Linked DNA regions of Mus musculus: regions 1 and 2 are each linked to region 3. The links are chromatin contacts, called in public Hi-C maps. All regions are on one chromosome and are shown on one strand. Each heading gives the region's core, a stretch centred on a gene start, on an enhancer-like site or on the middle of the called end of the contact. The rest is flanking DNA. Distances are from core to core; before and after follow the strand shown.

What was found. Hi-C and Micro-C count contacts between places; a contact is called where the count stands out from the background.
Region 1: a contact with region 3 is called in a Hi-C map of muscle stem cells, with 2.2 times the contacts expected there. The contact joins two enhancer-like sites. A contact is called at or near these places in 10 of 484 Hi-C or Micro-C datasets (bone marrow-derived macrophages, cerebellar granule neurons, cerebral cortex and 6 more) and 1 of 9 other capture datasets (liver).
Region 2: a contact with region 3 is called in a Hi-C map of muscle stem cells, with 2.6 times the contacts expected there. The contact joins the promoter of Grik4 here to the enhancer-like site in region 3. A contact is called at or near these places in 2 of 39 promoter capture datasets (cranial neural crest and hippocampal neurons), 11 of 484 Hi-C or Micro-C datasets (cortical neurons, embryonic stem cells, forebrain and 4 more), 6 of 115 datasets of contacts at active chromatin or transcription factors (embryonic stem cells and neural progenitor cells) and 1 of 9 other capture datasets (pancreatic islet).

The regions. Positions count from the first base shown.
Region 1 is chr9:42,799,795-42,804,660 of GRCm38.p6, reverse strand. All of the region lies in intron 3 of Grik4 (glutamate receptor, ionotropic, kainate 4), which reads left to right. Among named protein-coding and RNA genes, the nearest start is that of Gm36590, 130 kb to the right of the region's middle. Within about 2 kb of position 1,375, at least 36 of the 459 cell types and tissues checked have an H3K27ac peak or open chromatin away from gene starts, as enhancers often do. A contact at or near this core is called in muscle stem cells, where this site is marked.
Region 2 is chr9:42,942,667-42,947,104 of GRCm38.p6, reverse strand. Grik4 (glutamate receptor, ionotropic, kainate 4) reads left to right here and starts at 2,734. Exons shown (of 21, transcript NM_175481.5): 1 at 2,734-2,778.
Region 3 is chr9:42,869,628-42,874,390 of GRCm38.p6, reverse strand. All of the region lies in intron 1 of Grik4 (glutamate receptor, ionotropic, kainate 4), which reads left to right. Among named protein-coding and RNA genes, the nearest start is that of Grik4, 72 kb to the left of the region's middle. Within about 2 kb of position 2,475, at least 35 of the 459 cell types and tissues checked have an H3K27ac peak or open chromatin away from gene starts, as enhancers often do. A contact at or near this core is called in muscle stem cells, where this site is marked.

The DNA of each region.
Region 1 (4,866 bases), core at 126-2,625, 69 kb after region 3:
TTTCCTACACAGCGCAGCAGTAAGAGCTCAGACTTGTCTGATGCTCAGCCTCACTAGGTCCCCCACCCCCCCATCCCCAGGCACTTCACAACTATAAGTTTCTACTTAGTTGACTTCCTCCAGTGACCCTCAATCCTTTGCAGAGAATGTCTAACCTAGAGCATTCAAATGTTATCAAGATGAAGCTAACAGGAGGATTGGGGGGGGGGGGAGACCAGTGCGAAGAATAAAGCCACTGGTTACTGATCTCATCCGCTGTGTATGAAATCTATTGGGCACACTGAGACAAACCTACTGCCGATTTCTTAGCCTTGTAGAGGATTCACCATGGGGTATTTTGAGTAGTGAGTTCCCCTCCTAATGTTACAACATGATTTGATTTATGAAAGTCTGATCATTGTGCAACTTTTCTTCTTTATTCCAAATTGAATCAGTTAGGTAAACAATCAGCCAGTATTTCACCATAGTGGCAAATAGATATTGATGACCCTTCATGTGTCACCTGGACAGGGGACACAAGGAAGCCTTTGGACCACAATCTCTTCTTTGGTGAGCATCTCAAGGGAGTCTGTGTCTGTCTGATTCATGCGTTTCCTCTCAGGATCTAGTCTTGACTGCAGGGCCAGGCTTTCCCACCATCTGCTGAATGGGTAATATATGGCAAAGTTTGAATTTTGAGCCACCCTTTCAGTGTTCCAATGCTCCCCCTGCCAGGGTGAGACCATGCCCAAGCATGGCATCCCATTTGCCTGCTAGCCCACAAGACGTAATTAGGAAAAGTGTAGTGTGAATGTGAAATGTTCCCAGAGTGTGTTTGAACTCTTGGTTGACAGCTGGTGATGTTGTTTTGGAAGGCCACAAAACCTTTAAGAGGTGGAGCCTCACCGAAGAATGAGGGAGGGCCACTGAGCAAGGGTCTGGAGGCTTTATACCCCAGCCTCACCTCTTAGCTACTAGTTTTCTGAGTGTGAATGTACTGGCCCTCTGCTCTATGCTCTTGTGGATTGCATCCTCCTCAGCTGGGAGCCACAATAAACCCTTTGTTCCTCAAGTTGCTTCCTGCCACTTATTTGGTCACAGTAATGAGGCAAGAGACTAATACAGAAAATGAGTATTTTGCCTCCAAAGTGAATGTGTGTTTCTGTAAATGCACTTGCATTCAGATCCTAGACGACTGACTCCCTCTATCTTGCTTCTGGACCCACCCACTTGAACCTACACACTTTGGGGTGGATATGGGAGCTGGCAGGAGTTGGAGAGCTATCTAGGTCAGTGTGCCCAGTGAAGTCATCGGCCAAGATGACACAACTCTCCAACTGGTAACGTTGGTGCCATGGTTTGCAGTGAATAGAGTGTTCTGATGTGTTTACTGGGTTTCTAGGAGACAGGCAGAAGGGGGCATGTGCTGTGAGGAGGAGTCCAAGGCTCTCAGGATTTGTGGCTTATCCAGGATTCTACCAAAGTAAATGGTAAAGTCAGAGGATATGAACTGAGCAGAATCTGAGGGTGTCACAGTCTGAGACAGCCTTTTGGCAGCACATTCCCTGTGGCCAAGATCCAAAAGCTTCCAGAGGCCAGAATGCTGCTGTCTGGACCTCACAGAGGAGTAGGCAAATCATGGCAGTGACCATTAGTAACTGAGGCTTCTCTATAATTTTTCTCAGCATATTGTGACGAGTCTTTGGGGCTGGGCATTGGCAAAGGTTACAGTGCAGAAGCATCGGAGGTGAGACGTAGGGCCCTGATTCTGTAACTGCGAACTGTGGATGATGGAGTTGGTTTCAATATCATTTGGGTGTGTGGCTGCCTATGTTTATTTGTTCTGGAATGGTCTGGCTTCCCTGCCTGGGACTCGAGTTCATTTTGTCTGGCTGTGATGATATCCACTCCTCAGCTGGATACATCAAGGTCTAGCCCTGCCTGAGGAAGTGACCGGTACACTTGTTAGTCACCACTGGGTTGAGCTGGGAGCACACGGTACTGAAAGAATCTTATCAGAATTTCAAAAACCTGTCTTCAGCTCCATGAAATGGCTTGCAGAGCCCTAGGATGTGGACTGAGTCATTTGTACATTGTATTTGAGGGAAAGGGGGTGGGCTTCTGGAAACTATGAAGAGAGATCTTTGTTTCCACATTTAAAAAAGTCTATCTGGCAGATGGAATGGGCATTTTGGGTACCAGGTGACCATGAGAGGTTTAACAGGGATTTCAGCATCAAATTGAAGATTTCACCTGTCACCCTTAGGACCCTTAGGGTGTGACAGTTTAGTTAGCCTTTGGTCCCATTTGCACATGGAAGACACTTCTGTTTCATTGTGGTTTCATTAATAACCATTAACAAGAGCTTAAATTGAGACAGTCACCTGCCTAATTAAAGCCATGACCCTACTTGGCTCCAGTTGCTTGGGGGAAATCAGGTAAGACATGCTAGCAGGCAGATCTTGTTTTGTGATACAGTCCAGACTCTCTGGGGGCGTCCTTTCTCCTTGTGGCTGTGGCTGTGTGGTGGGTGGGAGAAGCAGCTGCTAGATCTTAGCTGAGTGCTCGCGTGGTGCGAGTCTGAGTCGGTGGGATGCACTCATGAACGCCAGCAAAACCTGAACATTCCTCTCGTAGCCTCTCGGCTCAGCTGCAGGCAAGACCGCAGTCACATTTAACTCTCATTAGTCTGGATAAGCAGACACACGTCCCCCGCAGGGTTTATGGAAGCTGCTGGGGGCACTCACAGGGCATCAGGATGCTGTAGACAAGCCAAGAGGCTTCCCAACAGCCGCTCTTGCAGATGGGTATTTCTTCTCACTTGGTGGCTGGTCAGCTCCTAGAAGACTGAGTTGATGGCGCCTAGCTAGGCTACAAAATGACAAAGAGAATTGTGGAGAGAACCCAGGCTAATCCAGGCCTAACTTTTCATGCACTGGCATCTACTGTCTTCTTCGTCTGCAGATAGCATTCCTGTGCTGGCCTCAGGAGGCGCCACGCGTGAGTCCAGTGTGCAGCCGTGCTTGGGAATGTCTGCTGGTGTGACCTCTTTAGATGACCTCTTTAGGTGCTCGCCTCTGAACCTCTACCCCAGGGTGGCAGGCACTGGCCACAGCCTGTTCTGTTCCTTTCCTCCCAGGTTTGAGGTGGGCTGGTGTCCATGGTGAACTTCTCCTGCTCCTGGGAGCTCTCACCCCTGGAAACCTCAGCGTGCCTCAGCTTGCCCAGCATATCACTGTCAGCCTCAGGACTTACCCACCTGTTTCATACACATGTTTTCAAGAATTGTATTGTATTTGAATTCCACCCACACCAGGCGTCTAGGAGCATCCCATGGGGGATAGTCTCTGTCTTTTGTCCCTTCACACCAGATGGCAGATCTTATCTTGACTCCTGCCCCTCCTTAAACTATCCATGCCAGTTCTCTCTGTCCCTTTCAGGAGGCACCGTGGAAGAACTGCTTACCCAAGCCCCTTTACCTCCTCTCCCCTCTTTTCCTATCAACAGCGCTCAGAATCAAACTCGATTGTCAGGCTTGGTGACAAGCACACTTAGCCACTGAGCCATCTCCGTGGCTCCCTCTTCGTGTCTTTCAATCTCTGAATATGGCTGTTTCTCAGACCTTTGACCTCAAGTGTCTCCCATATCCACACCACGGCTGTGGTGATCTTATGTATGTCTACGTGTCTACATAGATGATCTTCCGGTCTCCTCTTCAGCTCTGAACCCATCCTGTAGCTCATCCATGCAGCAATCTACCTGTCATCTTCACACGGGTGACAATATAGACTTAGATATGGCGTGTCTGCAGCTGAGATCTTATCACCTCCTGGCCTGCTCTTCCTAGCGTTTCCCCACTCGTGAGCTGTAATGAGAGGGATGCTGAGATGGCTCAGGAGGCAAGAGTGCTCGCTGTGTAAGTGTGGGAATCAAATCCTCAGCATCCATAGAAAAAGCTCCTCATGGTTACGTGTACCCAAAACCCCAGCACTGTGGAACAGGTGGATCCTGGGAGATTGCCTGGCCATAGAGCTGAGTTCTTCATTCAATGAGTGACTGTGTTTCAGGCATACAGTAGATCAGTGGTACAGGAGAACACCCAGTGTCCTTCTCTGGCCTCCACAAGTGTGTGGATGCATGTACCCGAACACTCGTGTGTGTATATACACACACATATCTAAAAATACAAACACAGACCAGGCTCCCTTTCTCTATCATACCTGTTTGAAATTGGGCTTCCAATCTTGGAGCCATCCTTCATCCCATCGACCTCTGACCCCGCCCCCTGGCCATCAAGTTCTGTTGGTTTAGCTTTGCACATCCAGCCAGTTTGACTCAACAGCTTCCTGCTAGCACGGGCGTCCCTTCCCTGTTCTGAGTCACACTGACTCTTTCCCACAGTGCCACAGACATTTTTCTCTTGTTTCCTAGCTCACGGTTATGTCACCTGTTGATCTCAAATATGAGAGAGCAAGAGCAATTCTTTTAAACTAGAAGTTGGGTCATGTCAGGTTGCTGCTCTTCCCCTCATCAGAGAAAAGGATGGAGTCCTCTCGATGACCCTCAAGCTCTACATGGCTTGTCACCCTTCTGTTTGTTTATGGTTTATTTCTGACAGCTTGCCTGCTGCTCATGGCACGCCAGCCCAGCCCACCAGCATCTTTCCTTTCCCCCAAACATATTGAGCATGTGTCTACCTTGCAATCTCTGTGCATGCTCTTCTCTCTGCGCACTGTAGCAGCACAGTTCATTCATGCAGGATGGTCACACCCTTCAGAGCTGAGAGCCTTTGGGAGGTGCAGACTAGAGGCCCCACTTGGTGCAGAAGCGTTAACAAGAACTTTCCCGTCACCTAGAACAGTACACCGACACAATAGGCAGACTCCA
Region 2 (4,438 bases), core at 1,485-3,984, 72 kb before region 3:
GTCATGTGTGGACAAGCTATTTGGTCGCTGGGGGTCTCAGTTGGTCCCAATTTTTGCAGGCAGGTCATCATCACCTTGTATTGAGCTTTCACGGGTGCTTCTGGGATAGATACATTAGGTGTAACTCAGAGCAAGCACTTCTCTTTGTGCTGTACCTGAGGCCAATACAAAGAGAGAAGAGCTAAAAATAAACACTGGAGAACAAGCTTATACAGGCACCAACAACCGAAGAACTTGGATCCACCAGCTAATCAGGATGGCCAGGTACACAGAGTTCTGTCTGTCTAGCCCAGCATGGGAGCTGGCAGTGAGTGATGCTTCAGGCAAGAGGGCTTCGTTTTCCATCTCCTCTGCTTTTACCATTCAAGATGTGAGGCAGCTCTTGTTGTCTGATCTCTCCCTACTCTCCAGAGGCGATCTGGACTGAGCTTCCTGCTTCTAGAAGTTACCTGGTATGGGGTTGAATTTGGACAAGTGGTACTGGCTACGGAGGAATAGAGAGAGAGTCCAAGCATTGGATATCTCATGTCCACAGCTATGTGGATGGGGATGGGGAGAAAGGGCAGTGGCTAGGGCATCGCTAAGTAAGGATGAAGGTGGGCTTTTCCGGCACTGGTTTGCAAGGTCTCTTTGCTTCCATGGGCAGAGACTTAAAGAAGACAATCTACCCTCACAGGAAGTGAAGAGACGGGAGTTTTCACAAGGCCGCAGGTTACCAGCAGGTTACAGGTTACTAGTCTTAAAACCAACCCCTCACACCTCCCTTGGCTCATAGAATGAGCTTCCAAGGCCAACGAATACGAAGAAACGTTTTTCATATTGAATTATCTTCCTGTCCTAACTCTTAAACCTCTATGGGCGTGCTGTTGTTGAATTCTTCCAGTAGACTAAGAACCATGCATGTCACTCTGAAGTCACCAGGGACTGTGAAATAACTTATCCTGCTCACAGGGATGCCCCTCACTGCTGTCAGCCCAGAGCAGGTTCTGCATACACTACCGATACCGTCCTCTCACTCACGCTAACAGGTTCTAGCATTCCAAGGCAGGGAAAGGCGCTGCAGTCACCTCAGGATAGGATAGGAGTGTCCCACAGATCACCTTCAACTCATTCAGAAGGCAGGGTAAGGTCCACCTTGCCAAGTTGATGTGAAAGCCTTTGGGAATGGCACTTGAATAAATGGTGTAGTCTTGACACAGGATAAATGTTAAAAAAAAAAAAAACTGGACTGAAGAAATGGAATCCTATCCAATATGGAAACCTTTGACCTGTGCTGAGGCAGGTTGGATTCAACTTAACCTCATGGATTGGTTTTATTAGGTCAGTAGAAAGTCAGGTAGCTTGTGTTCCTGACATCCGTCTGACAGTTGATTGAGGAAAGACCGAAGGGACTGGAGCTATCCAGAGTGGCCGGTCCTGTGCCAACAGAGCACTCATAAAGTCCAGTCTGGGAGAGGAGGTGGGAGAGAGAACAGGCTCTTACAACCACAATCGCCACCCCCCCCAGCCCCCCAAGCAGGTAACTCAGCTCTGCTGCCCTCCCGGCATGATATAGGGAGTGTCAACAAATATCCTGTAGTCCGTGTATATTGTCCTCCCAGGCCCTAGAACCAACCAAGAATGCCTAGAACAGCCCCTTCGTGGAGACTTTAGGGTAAGCAGGTGGTTAGGTGTGAAGGAAGAGTGGGAGACGATTGGGAGGCTGGCTTAGATGCTTTCCGGGTTTGTCTACGGCTAAGACTCTGGGTTTGAAATGAGGAACTAATCGGTTTGAGGAAGTCACTTGACCCCCTGAGGCCTCCTGCTCCTCTGCCCTCTCCTTTTCTAGCCCCCCACCCACCCACCCCAAGGCTGCTATGATGTGGCCAAATGATCCCTCAAACCAAGTAGCTTGGTTCTCTCTTGGTCCAGCCCCCAGCTCCTGGTGAAGGCTAGGTCTTTCACCTTTCCTAGGCCGAGGTTTCCTTATGTGTAGCATAAAGTGACAACTTCTCCCAGGAGGTCTGTGTGCACAAACCAGTAGACTTCCAAACGTGAGCTGTGGTTCTTCGGCCTCCTGAAACATTGTGGTCTATCTGGCCTTGCTAAAGCAAAGCTTCACCCAGCTCCGCGCCACCACCGAGGAGGCCGCAGTCTCTACGCCTCGTCCCCTAGGTCTGGCCCCTAAAACGCCACCAGGAGTCGCCCTTCGCCCACCGAAGCAGGCCAAGCTAATAACTCCTGCGGACCAGGGCGGGCTGCCCCTTGGCGCTGGATGGTGAAGTGTACCCCAGCTCCTCACTTGGGGGTCAGTCCTCTGCAGCGCCCACCCGGAGCCCCCCCATCCCCGGCCCGCCGTCTCCCGATCGTCCGGATCAGGGAAGCTGCAAGTTTGGCTCTGTCTGTTCCGGCCTCCCCGCCTCGCCGCTCGGCTACCTAGGTCCGGGTCCCCAGCTAAAGACCCCGCCGGCGAGCGGAGACTCCGGCGGCCGCGGCCCGGAAGGGACGCCCCCTCCCCGGCCGGCCGCGTGCGGGACCGCCGCAGTTCCCTCACTGCCCGCCGGGCGGCGCCTCAGCGCCTTTCCGCGCGCCTCCCGCGCTGCCCGCTCCCGGCTCGCTCGCAGCCGGACACAGACTCTGCCTTCGGCTGCTGGCGGATCGAGCTGGAGCCGCCGCCGCCGCCGCTGCGGAAGAAAAAAAAAAAAAGAAAAAAAAAAAAAAAAGGGAAAACAACAGCCGGGCCGCCGGCCGAGCAACGTCGGGTCCCCAGCTTGGCGCCCGGAGTGCGGAGCCGCCCAGGTAAGGGCAGCAGCCCCCGCGCCGCCCCCGACCGGCGCCCTACGCTGTCTCCCCGCGCCCCCCGGGGCTGCGCCGCACCCCGACTTCTGACGTCTCCGCCGCTAGCTCCCTCCGGGCCGCGGCCCGCACCCTGCCTGGCCCCGCTCCCGCCTCCAGCTGCCCAGTCCCCTGCACTCTGATGCCTGCGACCCCGGATTCTCCGCTGAGCCCCCGCCACCTTGCCCCGTACTTCCCCTAGTCTCCATCCCTGCCTGCTTCCCCCTGCGCCTCCTCTCCTCCGCTCCGATCCTCCTTCTGTGATCCTCCCTCTTCCCAGTCCAACTCCCAGCCCAGCCTCTGCCCCCTGCAGGGATGACGGCCCCTTCCCGACACTGGCGATTCTACCCCGCCTCGTCACCCTCGGCTTCTCCTACGGGCCGCTCTTGCCCGCCACAGTCTTCCATCAGACCAGCCCGGCTTCTGAGCCCCCTTCTCCCTTCCCTCTTTGCCATCTGTCTTGACCACCCCTGCTCGGGCCCTGGACTCCGGCCACCACCACACCCCCAACCCTGCACGCCGTCTTGCTTTGGGCCAAGCCAGCGTCCTATCAGAAATGACCCTCCTTCTTGCGACTAATGGGCCTCTTAGCCATCCCACCCTAGTTCACCCGAGTGGGAAGTAAGGGAAAAACTCTGGAGACCTGCATTGGGCGCTGGAGGGGGAAGGGGATCAGTGGAGGGGGAGGGGAGCTAAGGAGATGTTCTTTAGTGAGGACCGGGCAGAGCCGGAGTGGTTCCGACCCAGCTTGGGGTGGAAGGCGCCCTGGTGACGGCTGGGACAGGGGGTTTGTCCAAGGCGCCAAGAGCACCTGTGCCTCCCTCCCTGGGCTCCCTGGAGCTGAGGAAAGTGAGGGAGGAGGTGGAGCCTGGGGAGAGTTGGCCCAGGGCTTTGGGGTTGGGGGAGGCGCGACCAAAGGGATAGACAAGGCACGCGGGCCAGGTTGCCTGGCTGTAGCCAGGCTATGCAGGCTGAGCTGGTCCCCTCTTGGACCTTGGGCTGTGTGGTTCTTGGCATCTGTACTTGATGCTGCCATCTTCCTCTTGGTGCTGTTGTCTGGTGATGCCACGCGGTGCCACCTCCCTGCCTCCCTCCAGTGGCTCTTCTGGGCATGTCTCCCAGGGGCCTGGGCTGTCTGGAAAGAGGAGGGGAACTCTGGCTGGGCCTGGCCACTGTGCCTGACAAGTAGGTATCTCTTGAGACCAGGGCAGGAGGGCTGAGGGTTGGCCAAGAGGATCTGAGCCCTGCCAGGGACAAAGAGAACTATCTTCTTTTTGGCTCCAGTGGGTCGTCTGGTGGTAGTGTCCCTTTTGGGAGCACCTGGAAAAGCTAGCCTTGTAGTCCCTGGGTCAGAGCTGCAGGGGTGTGGCTTGAGAGGGAGCAATCCTGTCTTGCTTTGATCCTGGAGTGTCCTAGTGGTGGCAAGGGGCTGGAGAGGTCGGCTGAGTTCCAGCTCTGCCAGGGAAGGAAGCCCCTGGAATTCCGCCGGGCCTCTTCAGGCTGGCTTTCTTTGCGGAGGCCGTGGCTCATGCTTCATCGTTAATCAGGTTTATTATTTTCCTCACTGGCTGGATGTATTCCTCAAGGTCGTGACCCTTTAGAGAGTTAATCTAATATGCACACG
Region 3 (4,763 bases), core at 1,226-3,725:
ATATTCTTATAACATTTCTCTGTCTTTTAAAGAAACCAGAGTTCTCACTACAGTTCATTATTTCAATAATCTGATGCCAAAGAGAGGGACACAAATGTCTCTATTTCATCCCGGGTAATTGTGTGACCATCAGTCTAAAAGTCTTCTGTAATCCACAAAGTTGCAGAAATTCTCCACCAGTAAGCATTCAGGTCTTTCTCAGGAAACACAGTGAGGAGTAGCGTGGAATCCAATTCAGTCCATATGGCCACAGCATAGATTCCAGAAGGTAAGAAACTGGGTCCTTATGAAATGGAAAGGAAGAACAGAGAGAAGCACCATACAACGTGAATTCTTAAAACGCCATCAAAGTGGACTCCGGGTCTTCACTTCAGAGCACAGTGCTGCTGAGTGGAGCAGACATCAGTCAGGACACTGGCACAGAATGAAGCTTGCTCCTGTTTCCAGAGCACATCATGAGAGGAAACCACGATCCCCGTACATAGGGGCCCTTGGCTCCTTGTGAGGGCAATCAGCTCTTAGAAGCATGTGCACCCGTGTTTGGGCAGTCAGCTCTTAGAAGCATGTGCACCCGTGTTTGGGCAGTCAGCTCTTAGAAGCATGTGCACCCGTGTTTGGGCAGTCAGCTCTTAGAAGCATGTGCACCCGTGTTTGGGCAGTCAGCTCTTAGAAGCATGTGCGCCCGTGTTTGGGCAATCAGCTCTTAGAAGCGTGTGCGCCCCTGTTTGGGCAATCAGCTCTTAGAAGCATGTGCGCCCGTGTTTGGGCAGCCCAGGCGTGAACTCCCAAGCACTTGCTTGCACTTTCCAGGATATGACATCTTCATTTCTGAATGATCCGTAATTGATACTCAGTCTTGACGTGTTCACATAAAGTTTTCCAGTCCCCAAAGCCTCTCTGACAAGTACTTAATGACCTGTAAAATCTTTAAATAAGCTAAAAGAGTACCAGCTTTGAGGAACCAGGCGGCACAGGCTTCTGTGGAGGGAAGGCTTTGCGATGACAGCACCACCCCCACCCTACCCCCAAGTTGTTTTTTTCTGAAGAGATCCACCTGCATCCCTGGTGCTCTGTGACCTGAGCAGGCACAGGTGGGTTGTCCTGACATTTTTTTTTCTTTTTTAATTTCCTAAGACACTGATACACATCTGCTCAAATTAATTACTCCTCCTGGAGCTCCCTCCTGACTCGTTTGGAGAGAACAGGAGCCCTTGGGCTGATGGGACTGTAGTAAGAGGAAGAAGTGTGGCCCTGCATTTGCATCTGTTAGTTCGCTGAGACGGAAGCACCAGCCATATGTCTGGGAGCATCAGTCTAAGCGAGCGGACACCAGAGCTTTGTAGGACAAAGACAAAGACAGGGAGAGGAGAAAGCAGGGCTCATCTATACTGATCAGCAAGATTCTCTAGAAGAGGTGGCTGGAGCACACAGGGAATGAAGGCACCATGATCCCTTCTAACACACATTTAACTTAGGTCCTTTATGACTGGCACGATTGCCACAGCAAGAAAGCATGAAGAGCTACCGTGGATTTGAGACTGGACTGTAGCCAGGCTTGGGAGGTGGGGTCAGAGGTCACCACAAGACCTCCAGGGAGGAGTTGAGCAAGCGGAACAGAGACTATCAATTTGGGCATCACCATACTTTTCATCCATCTGTAACCATATCGCCTACTATGGTGACTTGCCTCAATATCTCCCTTTACTCCAAGAAGAAGCAAGATCACCTGTAATTTAATCCCTGAATACCCTACCTGCCACCTGACAACTGTGGTGGTTTGAATATGCTTGGCCCAGGGAGTGGCACTATTTGGAGGTATGGCCTTGTTGGAGTAGGTGTGGCCTTGCTTTCGTAGGTGTGGCCTTGTAGTAGGTGTGGCCTTGTTAGAGTAGGTGTGGCCTTGTTGGAGTAGGTGTGTCACTGTGGGTGTGGACTTTAAGAACCTCAACCTAGATGCTTGGAAACCAGTCTTCTAACAACCTTCAGATGAAGATGTAGAATTATCAGCTCCTCCTGGACCATGCTTGCCTGCATACTGCCATGCTCCAGTTTTGATGATAAAGGACTGAACCTCTGAACCTGTAAGCCAGCCCCAGTTAAATATTGTCCTTATAAGAGTTGCCTTGGTCATGGTGTCTTTTCACATCAATAAAACTCTAATTAAGACAGCAACAAACTGAAGAAGGGAGGTAGCCACATATTGGCTAAGCCAAATAAGTGCTTTAACCTCTCAACCTCTCAACATCCTAATCTACTTGCCACACAGAGGCTACCGTACCCATCTCAGTGGCTGCTGAGAGAATCGGCCACACATGTACGGCCTTTGTGTGGTGCTGGGCATCTAGTGAGTGTTGTACAAAGGAAGAGTCACATAGGGATCCTGTAGCAGAAGCAGCCTCCAGAGGGCTGGAGACCCCGCTGCCACAGGCCGCTGAGTCACACATGAGTCATCATTTGGCAAGCCTTGGATTTCCAAGTCAGGGGAGTGAGCAAAGGAAATGGTGTCTCAATCACTCACTTGCTTAAACACTGAGCTGGGCTCAGCCTGGAAATGTGGCAGTGAGCAAGATGACATGCCAGCAGTAGGTGGCACCAGTAGGACTCCTCTGGGGCTACAGACCCAGACCACCAGGCAGAGCTCTTTGGAGCCGGGTACCTAATTCTTTCAGAAGACAGAGCCTGCAGCCATGAGAACCCATTAGGTCTAGGCTGAGGCCTGCAGGTTAATCCCTTCATATCCAGGACTTAGAGACAGGAAGCAGAGGCAGGCATAAGTGACACTCTGGGACAAGGTTCGAACATGAGAGAGAAAGAAGCCCAAAGGAATCCCTTGTATTATTAGGAATGTGTGCTGGGTCCACATCCCTATTTCCTGGCTCCCAGCTCCTGCAGTCTCCTCAGTCTCCAGTCTTCCAGTCATCCAGACTCCATGTCTTTCATGTTGCTAATGAGTTGACCGATGGTGTCGACCCTTGGATAGTTTGAGGATGAGGGATGGCATCTGAAGTACCAGAGCAGGATCAGAGGAAATCCAAGTCCATCTCCACCCTCAGGAGAACTATGATTTGAGTGTTGGCTGCCTGCTCCCAGAACTCATATTGAAATGATGGAGTTAAGGGGTGACATATTTGCCACAGAGACATTGTCCTCATGAATAGATTAAGGCTATCGATTATCATGGAGTCCTTAGTGCCAAGTGACCTTTCTTTTCCTGTCCTACTTCTGTACCTTCCCAGCGTGTCTTCTTCTGCCGTGTGACGTCTGCAGCAAGACGTCACTCATCATATGTGGCCCTCAGAACAGTGAGCCCAACAAGCACCTATTGTTCATAACTTGCCTAGGCTTGGTACCGTTACAGCGGCAGGAAATAGATCAGAATAGCGAGTTGAGGACACCGGACCACGAGGGAGACACCATTTACATTCCGATGACAGACAATGGGAGCAGGTCCCTAAAGACTTGTCCCAGTTCCAAACTCAATCACAGGGTATGCCGGCTCCTCGCACGTGTAGTAACGATGTCTCTATAGTTCCCGGCACTCTTAGGAAGGCTGCCTGGCGCTTGTAGACAAACACATCCACACTGACATCCTGCCTCTTGTTCACAGTGTGTCGGTCTCCAGCTTCCCAACCTGTGGCACTCTAGGATTTTCCTGGCTGGGGTGGGTTAGGTATTTGCCTGCTCAGATTTTTCTGCCTTACTTTCCACTCTGCCTGTGCCCACCCATCCTTGAAGTCTCAGGCTATTCTCACCGAAAGATTTTCCCACCCTTCATATCTTTATCTCTGATGTTTTCAGTCATGGCCTCAGTACATTATACAATTACTTTTTGTGTTTTCTTTTTTCTTCTTTTTCTAACCGCTCTGGACTGGAAGTTCCATAATGGTTGAACTTCTCCATCTCATTCAGCACTCTCCGCCCTTAGCCCCGCCCCCGGCCCCGCCCCCCCAGAGGTACACAGCAGGGAGAGGCCATCGGCTGCCTACCTCATTGCTCAGAAAGAAGGATAATTTGATCACTGGTGCCCACCGTATCCTCTGCCACACTTGATACTCCTGCCATACTGACCTATGGTATTATGGCATGTAGAACATCCCTTAGTCTTTCTCGTGGTCTATGCAGTTCAGTCTGATGGAAAAGCGTTTTACTCTCACTGGAAGCTCCCAACCCATCCCATGAGCATTTACGGCTCAGTCCTGTCCTCTGTAGTTCTTAGCAGGCTGTGCTGCATCCCCTTCTCAGATTCTGAGCTTCTCAGGCACCTATACCACAGAAAAAGGGAGCCCTGTCATAGGCCCAACAATTCTTTGCTACACTGGTTTTGCCTAATATTTTCAGATGTCTACCGTGTGTCAAACAGTGTGTTAACCAGTGGTTCTCAACCTGCCCGATGCTGCTGCGACCCTTTAATGCAGTTGTGCTGACCCTTAACCGTAAAATTATTTTGTTGCTACTTCATAACTGTAATTTTGCTACTTTTATGAGTCATAATGTAAATATCTGAAATGGGGTCACGACCCACACAGGTTTTAGAACTGCTGTAACGTTGGGGGTTGAAAGATCAGACCTTGTCTCTAGTTGTAGGTCCTGGGAAGGGACAGGCCTGTTAACTGGGAAACATGAAAGAATAGTGGAAGGGATTTAGAGAAAAAGGCTTTGGGGGCATAGTGGATTCTGCCTGGGAGGTAGAAGGTTCTAGAGCAGCTTATGGGGGCAGTGGTCAGAGGAAAGGCAGAGTGGGACTTCAGCCCGAGGCGGGGTTT